Regions from separate parts of the Mus musculus genome. Here region 1 is linked to region 2. A link is a contact called in public Hi-C data. All regions are on one chromosome and are shown on one strand. Each heading gives the region's core, a stretch centred on a gene start, on an enhancer-like site or on the middle of the called end of the contact. The rest is flanking DNA. Distances are from core to core; before and after follow the strand shown. Region 1 overlaps Anxa2 (annexin A2). Region 2 overlaps Rora (RAR-related orphan receptor alpha).

What was found. A called contact is a pair of places that touch in the nucleus more often than the background predicts.
Region 1: a Hi-C map of muscle stem cells shows a contact between it and region 2, with 2.5 times the contacts expected there. The contact joins two enhancer-like sites. A contact is called at or near these places in 5 of 39 promoter capture datasets (cranial neural crest, hippocampal neurons, liver and 1 more), 2 of 484 Hi-C or Micro-C datasets (muscle stem cells and regulatory T cells), 1 of 115 datasets of contacts at active chromatin or transcription factors (double positive thymocytes) and 1 of 9 other capture datasets (liver).

The regions. Positions count from the first base shown.
Region 1 is chr9:69,467,506-69,472,301 of GRCm38.p6, forward strand. All of the region lies in intron 3 of Anxa2 (annexin A2), which reads left to right. Among named protein-coding and RNA genes, the nearest start is that of Mir3109, 13 kb to the left of the region's middle. Within about 2 kb of position 1,691, at least 143 of the 459 cell types and tissues checked have an H3K27ac peak or open chromatin away from gene starts, as enhancers often do. A contact at or near this core is called in muscle stem cells, where this site is marked.
Region 2 is chr9:68,939,451-68,944,920 of GRCm38.p6, forward strand. The region is part of intron 1 of Rora (RAR-related orphan receptor alpha); the gene reads left to right. Among named protein-coding and RNA genes, the nearest start is that of Gm31262, 120 kb to the left of the region's middle. Within about 2 kb of position 1,756, at least 55 of the 459 cell types and tissues checked have an H3K27ac peak or open chromatin away from gene starts, as enhancers often do. A contact at or near this core is called in muscle stem cells, where this site is marked.

The sequences.
Region 1 (4,796 bases), core at 441-2,940, 530 kb after region 2:
CCCCACCCCACCCTACACTACATACGATCTATTTTCTTAAAACAACTCCTCTTTCACTATTGGACACACCTAGATTCTGTGGTTTCTCCTTTGTAGAACATACCCTGCAAGTTAATAGTTAAGTCATTTGACAAAGATGGTGTCTTTTACAAGCTTAGCACAAAGGGTGCTTTGTATCCCTGCATGAGAAAGCTCTTAGCCTACTGGAATGTAAAGACTGCACAGATGAACTCTGGCCACAGCTGATACTCACACATTAATAAAACTCACACTTCCTGGCCTTCCCCGAGTCAGCAGAAAAACACTGTAGTTCCCTAAGCCAAGAAAGTCCTGAGGCTGAGCCATGGGCCTCCACATTCCTGTGTGGGCAGGAGTGGCTGACGTCATCACCACCATCATCATCTTGGTCGTCTTTACCAACATTTATTAAGTGCTCACCAGGAGCAGATACTGCATTGAGCCGCTCTGAAGCTTCCTGCTTAGCCGACCCTCAGACTGATTTCAGATGTCATGCTGTGTCATTCCCAATTTACATACGGCACAACTGAGAGCTAGCTGGTTAACATGCTTCATGTCTGCTGGCCTTGGTTCTTACTTGGAGTTGGACATAGTTCTGCGATGCAGCAGCCAGTGGTTAGGATTAGACTCATTGACTTAGAGCAGCATCTCCAGGAGTGAAAACCAGTGTGCAGCCTGATCCTGCTGCCATCGGATACCCACCACAGTTGTGGTCCAGCACTAGTGGGGGCATCTGTGTCTTTTTGCCTTCATCCCACCCAACCCCCATCACTTAGTGCTCCATGTTGTCCTTGACTTTTTGTGCCTAGTGGTTTTAGCGAGTAACAGTTTTCTTAAGTCTGTTCCTCTTTACAGTATAAGATTTAACATGTAATTATTTTACGTGTATTTTGCAGATATTTATCTACCAATGTTGGCAGTTTAATATGCTCATTTTAACATTCATTCACCTTAAACTTCTCAGTTCTGCAGAAAAAAATGACAAATAAAATCGAGTATATCATATGTTATTATGACAGTTACAATTTTTTACTTAAAAGGGGGAAAATCAAAGGCATTGGTAATTGAATTATGAAATTATGAATTATTGAGTCTTATGCTTTCAATATATATTCTGTTTCTGTGTTTGCCAAATTATCCATGATGGCTATGGATTGCCTTTCTAGACAGGCAGGGCAAACTCATTAAAAACATGCCCCTGGGGGCTGGACAGATGGCTGCTGCTAGGAGCACTGACTGCTCTTCCAGAGGTCCTGAGTTCAATTCCCAGCAACCACATCTATCTGTAAATAGGATCCAATGCCCTCCCTCTTCTGGTATGCCTGTGATAGCTACACTGTACTTACATACATAAAATAAATAAATAATTCTTTTAAAAAATGCATGCCCCTGACATTTCAGATAAGTAGCACCACTTAGATAATGAGCTGACAGGAATCTGGAGTGATTGAGACACTCCCGAGCACCTTCGCCTCAGATCAGGAGCCTGCTTTATCTTGACATCAAAGGAATCAGAGGTAAACCTTGAGTGTCCGTAGAAACACAAACCAAGGGCTGAAGGATGGCTGCCAGTTCCCTGTGGCCTTGCATCTGATGCAGAGGTGGTGAGCTGGGCTCTTGCAGGCTAGCCAGAGCGAGGAGGGGAGGAGCCCGGAGCCGATTGCCTGGGGCTGAATAATTGCTGTGAAATCTGAGGACTGGGTGTGGGAGGAGGCTCGACTCCAGCGCAGTTAGGAGGGGCAGAGTGCACAGAGATCTGGCTCTGCCTGGTAACTCCTCTCCCAGCGCCCGCCTGTGAGAACTCACCTTTGGGCATTATGGTGGCTCTCTTTTAAACAGGATTGCCCTGCTGCTTCCTCTTCTAGCTTCTTCTCCTATTCCATACAGTGCCCTAAGCCAGCCCTTCTCAGCCAGAAAGTCTCGACTCCCACAGGGGTCACATATCAGATACCCTGCGTATCATATAGTTACATTATGATTCCTAACGGTAGCAAATTACAGTTACAAAGTAGCAATGAGATGATTTTATTGTCTGGGGGTCACCACAACATGAGAAGCCGTGTTAAAGTGTCACAGCATCAGGAAGGTTGAGGACCTCTGCTAAGCAGATGGTGGGTGCCTCTGCCTTTGCTACTCCAGAGGTGTGGAACTTTTTATCCCTGAGTCCCTAACAATTGCCAAGCATAGCTCTACTCCAATACCCTCCTTCCCCACACCCCAGACATGGTCTTGCAGTGTGGCTCAGGCTGGCCCAAGCTTTTGATCGTCTTCCCCCTGTGTCCTCAGGACTCCCAGTGTCTACACCTGTGTAGGGCTGATCACCTCAGTGTCTCCTGGGTTTCCACTTCATGTCTCCAATCTCCTTCTTGTCACAATGCTATACTTACTAACTTCTAGATCTTTCTTTCTTTTTTTTTTTTTACATGGTTTTATTTCTTAACCTTTTATAAATGCCCAGGGCCATGAGGTTGTGTGAGGAGATTAAACCCCCCCCACATAGCATTCAAAAGGTGTACAGGTGTCAGAGCACAGAGGAAGCACAGATGCACTTCTGGGACGGGGAGCACAGGTTCATTACAGGGTCTGGGCGTTGCCAGAAAAGTGAATAGTCCCTGTGAGCTTTGCCCCACCTTCACCAGCTGAATTTAGCTCCGACTTGTGAGCCAACTTCTTCCATTCTAGTCGGAGGGATAGTGAATGTATCTTCTTGCATCAACTAAACCCAGGGCATGGTTGCTTTGTATTTACTCTCTGGCCCGGAGGTGGACGGTGCAATACCTTATGTTAATTTATGTCTGGTTAGAAGCTGAGTTAAGTCATGGAAAAGTAGTAATATTGCTTAATTAACAAGAGGTTTCTGAGACTTGATCCGTAGGAGTCTCTTGGTCTAGATTGGCCTTGGGTTAAATATATACTGTGGAGTGTTCAACACAGCTGGGGATGGTTTACCATATGGGTCCAAATAACTAGAAAGGAAAGTCAGCTAAATTAGAAAAGGATGAATCTCAACTCCATGAAATAGATGGTAATTAGCAACAGCACAGCCCTGGAGTTAGCACTGGTGCCAGTGAATCTGAGCAGCTTTGGCGCCTGCAGAGGGGAGGGCTGGGAGTTGCTCTATTATTGCCAGTTTTGATTTGAGCAGTATTTGTGTTCTCCGGAAGGGCGAGCCCCCACCCCCACCCCTGCACCCCCGCTTCTTCATGAGCAAGCCCAACTATAGAAGTGAGTTTCTGCACTTCTTTTCTCTTAACATTTTAAAATAGAACCACCTAAGATTCCCAGCAAGGCTACAAGACCACTCTCCTCCTATGCAGCGGAGAAGGGCAGAACGTCTTTCTTGTAAGATTGGGGTGCCTCTGTGGGCTGCACCCCATAAAGAAGTCCTTCATAACTCATTGGCCCAGGGCCATATTGTTCGACTAGAAGGGAAACTGGCCCCACTCTTCCCTTTGCAGAGGCCTCTCGCTTGAGGCTCCGGGTCACTTTGCAAACCAGCCCTCATCTGACAGCTGTTCTCAGAGTCAGACCCTGTTGAGCCTTCACAGCTGCTTTAACTCCTGAGCACAGCATTCCTGTCTAAGAGCATTGTCTGCATAGCTGTGCAGGAACCAGGTGGCTGCAAAGCACTGGGGAGGGAGTGCCCAGGGCTCTTTCATTGCTGGCTTCATTGGCTGCCTCTCCCTCCTCAGCCCTTTCTTTTTTCTACTGAGGGGATCCAAAAACCAGTTTCACCCACGAACGTTGGAAGAAACCAGATTCTAATCTGGCATCTGCACGGTGGGCTGAGTGAAGGGTGAGCCTGCAGGGTTCCGTTGTTGCAGCTGTTCAGGTTTTTCCTTTCCTGTTCTCTGAGGCAACTAGGGTACCAGGGCATAAAAAGGTGCCCACATTGTACACATGTTACTCCATTTTTGTTTTTTTGTTTTTTTGTTTTTATTTCTTTGTGTTTTCCTACTGGTTCTAGGTGGAATTTTAGAAACACACTAGATTATTCTCTGAGAATTAGAAGGGCTTTTTTTTTTTTTTTAATTATTTTTAAGTCAGGGTCTCTTGTATTGCAGAACTTGCCATGTAGCCACAGATGACTTTAAGTTTCTAATCCTCTGGTTCCCACCTCCCAAGTGCTAGGATTACAAGGATGTGCCATGACACCCAGTTTATGTGGCACCAGGTTCCAAACTCAGGACTTACATGCTAGACAACCATTCTACCTACTGAGTTATACCCCCAAGCCTGGGTTTTTAGATGACAAATGCATCCCATACCGATAACAAAGGAGACTAGGCCTTAGGTCCTATCTAAGAAACCTAGCCGAGGTGACATCAGAACAGATGGGAATAGAAGTTTGATCTTTGGGCTAAAGTGCTTTCTTGGGTATTCCGTTGAGCTAGGCCATCCTTGAACTGGGTCTGTGTCCCTCAACTATAGCACACCTGTCAGAGGCCTGATGCTCCTCAGCCCCTCCCCTGGGTATCCAATTCTTGTCTCAGCTTTCAGGAGTTTCTGTTGTTCACCTGGAAACTGCACTGTTAACCTCATGAAAGCTATTAGCAAACACGGCCTGGGCTTCTCTCTGCCCTGTCTTTTCATAGGCCAATAGTTGAATCCAGGCAGTGGCTGGGTCTGGGGCTGAGAGGCCAAGGGAGGGACTTGCCTCCCATCATTCAGTCAGTCTTTTTTGTGTCCTAGCAACATAAGTCTTACGATGGTTCCTGTTTTATATCTGGGAAAGCCAGGTGCAGAGAGAGAAGCATTGAACCCCAAGGTCGTATATG
Region 2 (5,470 bases), core at 506-3,005:
ATATTTCGCCATTATTGGCTAGCTTTTGTCTTGAACAACCTAAGAGGCATTCATTCTTTATTTTATGTTTTTTTGGAGGCATTTAATTCTTTGCACAAGAAAATGATGAAGTTTAAGACAAATACCCAAGCAGTGCCCCTTGCTGAAGTACAGCCAGTCTGGTGGGGCACTCTACGTAGTATCTGCTGGGGGCTGATTGGAGTGGATAGTTGTATTGATTAATTTTCCATCACTTTGACAAAAATGCCACGACCAAAAGCAGTGTAAAGATAAAAGAGTTTATCTGGGTTTTGCATACTAAAAGAGGGGGTCCATGGCATTGGCAACTGCAGAAGGAAGCTGAGAGATCACATCTTCAAGTGCAAATGCGAATCCAAGAAATTGAACTGGAAGTAGGGGGAGGATAGGAACTCTCAAAGTCCATCTCTAAAGACGGGCTTCCTCCAGCAAAGCTATATCCCACCTCCCCAAACAGTGCCCCCGCTGGGGCCCACGCCTTTAAATACTCACACCTCTGAGCACCAATTCTTCCATCCACAGCAGTTGGAATGCTGTCTTCCGCACTGCAATGCTCTTCTACACTGATTGAGACCATTACCGAGAAAATGCCAGGCTAGGTTTCTCCCCTCTATAGCCACTGTGTGAAGAAGAGAGTACCAGGTTTTCATTAAGGCAGAAGACCTGATAGATGTGTGGTTCTCTCTGTTTCTCCATCCTGGTGAGTTATGAAGAGACATACCCTGGTGCCAAGAGTGACACCAAGTCTCTCCATCAGAATAGCCCCTCAAGTTGCCTCACACCAGGCTGGGCTACACTGAGACCTTGTTCCAAGACTTTGTTCCAGTGAAGCAAGAACTGTTTGTAAGCAGCTAGAGGAGGTAGAGAGAATAATACTGCTTTGGGCATGGCTCTCCCCTTGACCCAGAGGGCTCCCTGGAGTGATGGATGCCAGGGTCGCCACATCAGATAGGCTTGGATCCTGCATAATTACATCTCTATGGAACTTTACAGAGCGACTCTGATTCTTCTCTCGCACACATTTCCTTGCGGCTGGTATTTCCTCGGTGACTCTCGAGGCTGAGTAGCCACAGAGCATGCATATTGTATGGGGAGGCTCTTCATCAGCAATGCCAACCTTGCTTTGTCCAACTCCAAGGGACTCGGGTTGCGAATCACTCTGTGATCACCTCACGCCATCCATAGCAGACAAGAGCAATCGTCCACAGAGGCAAAGATGAGTAACTTCTGGGAAGAGTGCATCCCTTAGTTCTCCAAGGGCTGCACTTTGAGGATCGCTGTGTGTGTAGTGTCTAGCAGTGCAGCCTACCCTGCTCCAGCAGGGGAGGATAAAGCTACCAGTTTGAGTCTGATGTTTTATTTATCTGTACTGGTAACTTTATGTAGGGTGTGTTTCTCTGTTTGGGCCTCAAGGCTGGTTGAGCAAAAGGCGGGAAACATTAATAAGTAATAGAGAGAGAGGGGCTGTCCATTTATAGTCTTTCAGAGATGACCTGGTTTCCATTCCAATGGGAGCGTTAGTGTTGTTTTAGAGTGATAGGCATCTGTGGATGCTTGCAGTGGTGCATTCGGGGATAACCAGGAGGGACACCTGCTTAGGCTATTTTTAGAATAAAAATTAAGAAACCTCAGGCAGCCCCAGGGGCCCTCCCCAGTTGGCAGTGCACACACTGTGAGCCCGAATAGTCCATTTTCCTGGGGTTGCGTGGGATCACTGTGTTCCTTTCTGTTCGCCTCCAGTGTCTGGTTATTATTAAACCACCCTTTGTGAGAGATTAACTCTGGCTTCCCTCCCAGTGAGGAGATGTCTACACAGAGCCAGAGTAGGCAGCCAATGGCAGGCACATGGGTTATTTGGTGTCGTACAGGAACAAACAACTGGTTGACAAGCCAGTTCTTCACTTTCTGATGGCTTCCCTTGGCATGGTAACAAGCTTCCGTAGCACATGGTATAAATGCTTCCCGAGCCTGCCTGCCTGCCTTCATTCATTCAGAAAGTATTTCCTAAGGGCCCCCTGTGGGATTTATTATTTCTAAAATGGGGATAATCGTGGTACCTATTGCATAGAATTATGTGGATTAAATGAGCTAATAATGTGTTAAGGATTTAGAACAGTGCCTGGCACGTAGTTAAGGCTTAGTCAAGTCAAGCTTGGCTGTGCAATTGAAGGGCTGATTTTTTTTTTGTTGTTGTTGTTCTAGGTGAGAAATGGACAGTGGAGCCAACAGTATAGAAAGAAAGATAGTTTCTGTGGTAAAGTAGGGAACTCAATTTTTATAGTGTGTGTGTGTGTGCGTGTGCGTGTGCGTGTGTTCAAATTAGTCTGGGAACCAGAGGTCATCCTTGGGTGTCACTCTCTAGGCAAACCTTACTTTTGAGACACTCACTAGCCTGGACTTGGTCTACAAGGCTACACTTGCTAACCAGCAGGCCCAAGGGATCCTACTTTTGGCCTCACCAGTGCTAAGATTACAAGCACTCTATCTAAGCACTTGCCTGGCTTTTAAATGTGGGTTCCGATGACCAAACTCCAGTTCTCATTGATTTTGCTGTGTGTGTTTGGGGATGGGGTGTTGTTGTTGTTGTTGTTTGTTTTGGTTTTTCAAGACAGGATTTCTCTGTGTAGCCTTGGCTGTCCTAGAACTCACTCTGTAGACCAGACTGGCCTCAAACTCAGAGATCTACTTGTCACTGCATCCATAATGCTGGGATTAAAGGCATGCGCCACCACTGTCAGGCTAATTCTCATGATTTTAAGGCAAGCCCTTGACTGACTGGCCCATCTCCCCAGTGTGAGGGATTCATTTTAATGGGGCCAAATCTATAGACAAGGGTGATGCTTCCTGATATCATGGTTCACAGAGTGAAATTCTTTGAGCGGTCATATCACCATCATCTGAGTGTGAAATATAAATTCTTTATCCTTGCCCAAGGGTTTCAAGTCAAATATTTCAGAGTTTGGGCCAGCAATTTGTGTTTGAATAAAGCCTCAGAGATTCTCCTTGCTAAGTTTGAAAAGAGCTGCCTAGTCTCTTGATGGCACTGGGAAAGAAAAAACTTGGACAATGTCTGCTTCATGACCTATACTGTATTTAACATCTACTAGTCCAGCAGGAGGCAGGCTCTGGACAGTAGCTCCTTCGTAAGGCAGGCAACAGCCTTGTTAACTGGCAGGGACCTTGTTAGTGCAGGCCCAGCCTGCTTCCTGAGCACAGGCAAGCCAAACCTCAGCTCTCCTCCTGGCTTACTGCCAACAGGGCACCACAACACACCCCTGTCATCCATATGCTAAGGATTCAGAGCTGGGGCTATGCTAAGTGGGTTTTTTTCCAGAACAACTGTGAGCTGCAAGGCCCCAGGGCACCTCTCATCACGTTGAGAAACGAGGGGAGACCAGCCTCTCTGGGTCCTTTCTAAGCAGATGCACATCTGGTTTGTGTGAGTCTGCCTACACACACCCAAAGACAGCCCATGGCCAACAGAATGTATCACACCAGCGCCTCTGAGAAGCTTGTTGCTGGCCTGGCTTTTATTACTGGTGTGCAGCCACCTCTGCGATGGAACGCCACAGCTGGAGAGAATTTGAGAACATCCGTCTAGATTTTCCGACTTTGCCCATTTGTTCGGTCATACAAATTTGTATGCTCCAGAATGGTGGAAAATAAGAAGAACATATCTCCCCGTGTCTACAAACCTTCAGCCCTTCCCTAAGGAACATTCCAGAATGGCAAGGGTCATGGCTCCTACAAATACCTACTGTTCAGGATAGATAGAGTGTTCTATGTCAATAGGAGAATACCAACTAGATGTGGAGTTAGAGGTTAAGACATAAGTGTGGATGTCTCATGAGGAAGGGGGAGGCTAGTTAGTGTTCCAGGCCTGGAAGGTGGGGCAGCAGAATCTTAGGATACATGCATAGAAAAGGGGTCTTAAGTAAAGGGGGATTGAGAAAGTATGAGAGATAGAGGAAATAGAGAGTGCTCAGAGGGAGGAACGAGTGATCCATCTAAATCATCCAGAGCCTAGACCATAAACAGAGAAATGGAGAAAATCAGCTCTTTGAGAATAGGTTAGTATGCTTTCTCCAAGGCAAGGGGTTTGGACAACATTTATGTGGAGGCCAGAAGAAAGTCTGATGAAGACTAGGAAGAGGGTTGAAACTGTAATTGCTGTCATTAGCTATCCTTGGTGGGAGTCTTGCTCAGAGACCTAGCTCCCAGGAAGCAGCAGAAACAAAGGAAGATCGAGGAAGTTAGTGTCTACAAGTTCATGACTGTGGGAGGTGGGGAGAAGCCAATGGGTAAGGAGGACGATGTTACATTGAAAGGTTGCATGATAGAGAAAGCTTCAAAACTCTCCAGTGGGGCTTGGAATGTAGATCAATTGGTAGAGTGTTTGTCTTGCTTTCATGAAACACAATAATACCAAATACACTGGGTATAAAGATCTATTCCTAGAATTTGGCCGGTAGAAGTAGAATCAAGAGTTCAAGGGCAACCTTGAGGGTATTGGAAGGCTAGCCTAGGCTACATGAAACTCTATTTCAAAACAGACAAACAACTCTCTGGAGATTTGGGGAAAGCAAGACTGACCACTAACTGAATTTTGCTGCAGTTCTGGTCCACAGTCCTCGAGACTTATCAGGAGACATTTGTCTCCCATCAGGCAAACACCAGAGGTCCTCAGCATTACATGCCAGCCAGGCTAGGAACATGTAACCATTCCAGGGAGTCTTGGCATGGGCTTGAGCTATGGGTTTGGTTCTGACTCACAAGAGTCCAAACCACCTACTGAGTCATTTGCAAAAGCTGTCTTTTCCTGCATGGTTTCCCAACAGTTACCCACCCCATCCAGTGGCTGGGAGATTGCAAGATCTGAAGGGAGCCGCGCAGTTCACCATGTTGTAGCTCCAGGCAAACTCAAGTTGTGTGTGTCAAACTGCAGCATGGAAATTGTGTTCTTGCTCTTCATAGAGAAACTCAGCACTGGGTGATGGCACAGAAGCAATAAGACGTGTCTGTTACTCCGTCTCAGGTCTTAGGTTCCCGTCACTGAGTAAATCTGATGGGATGGAAGGTTTCTCTAGAAAAGTCTCAGAGTGACCAAGTCCTGCTCTCCACTGAGAGAGGGTCTACAAAAAGTGTCTTCCCCAACCTGCTGCTTACCGCAGTGTCCTTATGGGAACAGAATTTGGCTCAAGTCTGCTAACGTCACTTCCATCTTTCATGCCTTTTTTAAAAATTGCTTTTGTTGAGCAGTTTCACCTCAGCTAGTTTTCACTCTCTCAAACAGTAATCTTGAGAAACATCAGAACATCTTCCCACTTGGGGAAACACTGACATTTTTAGGGTGAACACTGGCCATGTAGATGCTGTCCCATGATTTGTTATTTGTTTGTTTGTTTGTTTATGTATAGGAACCCTTTATTGTAACATTGGTTCGGACACACAG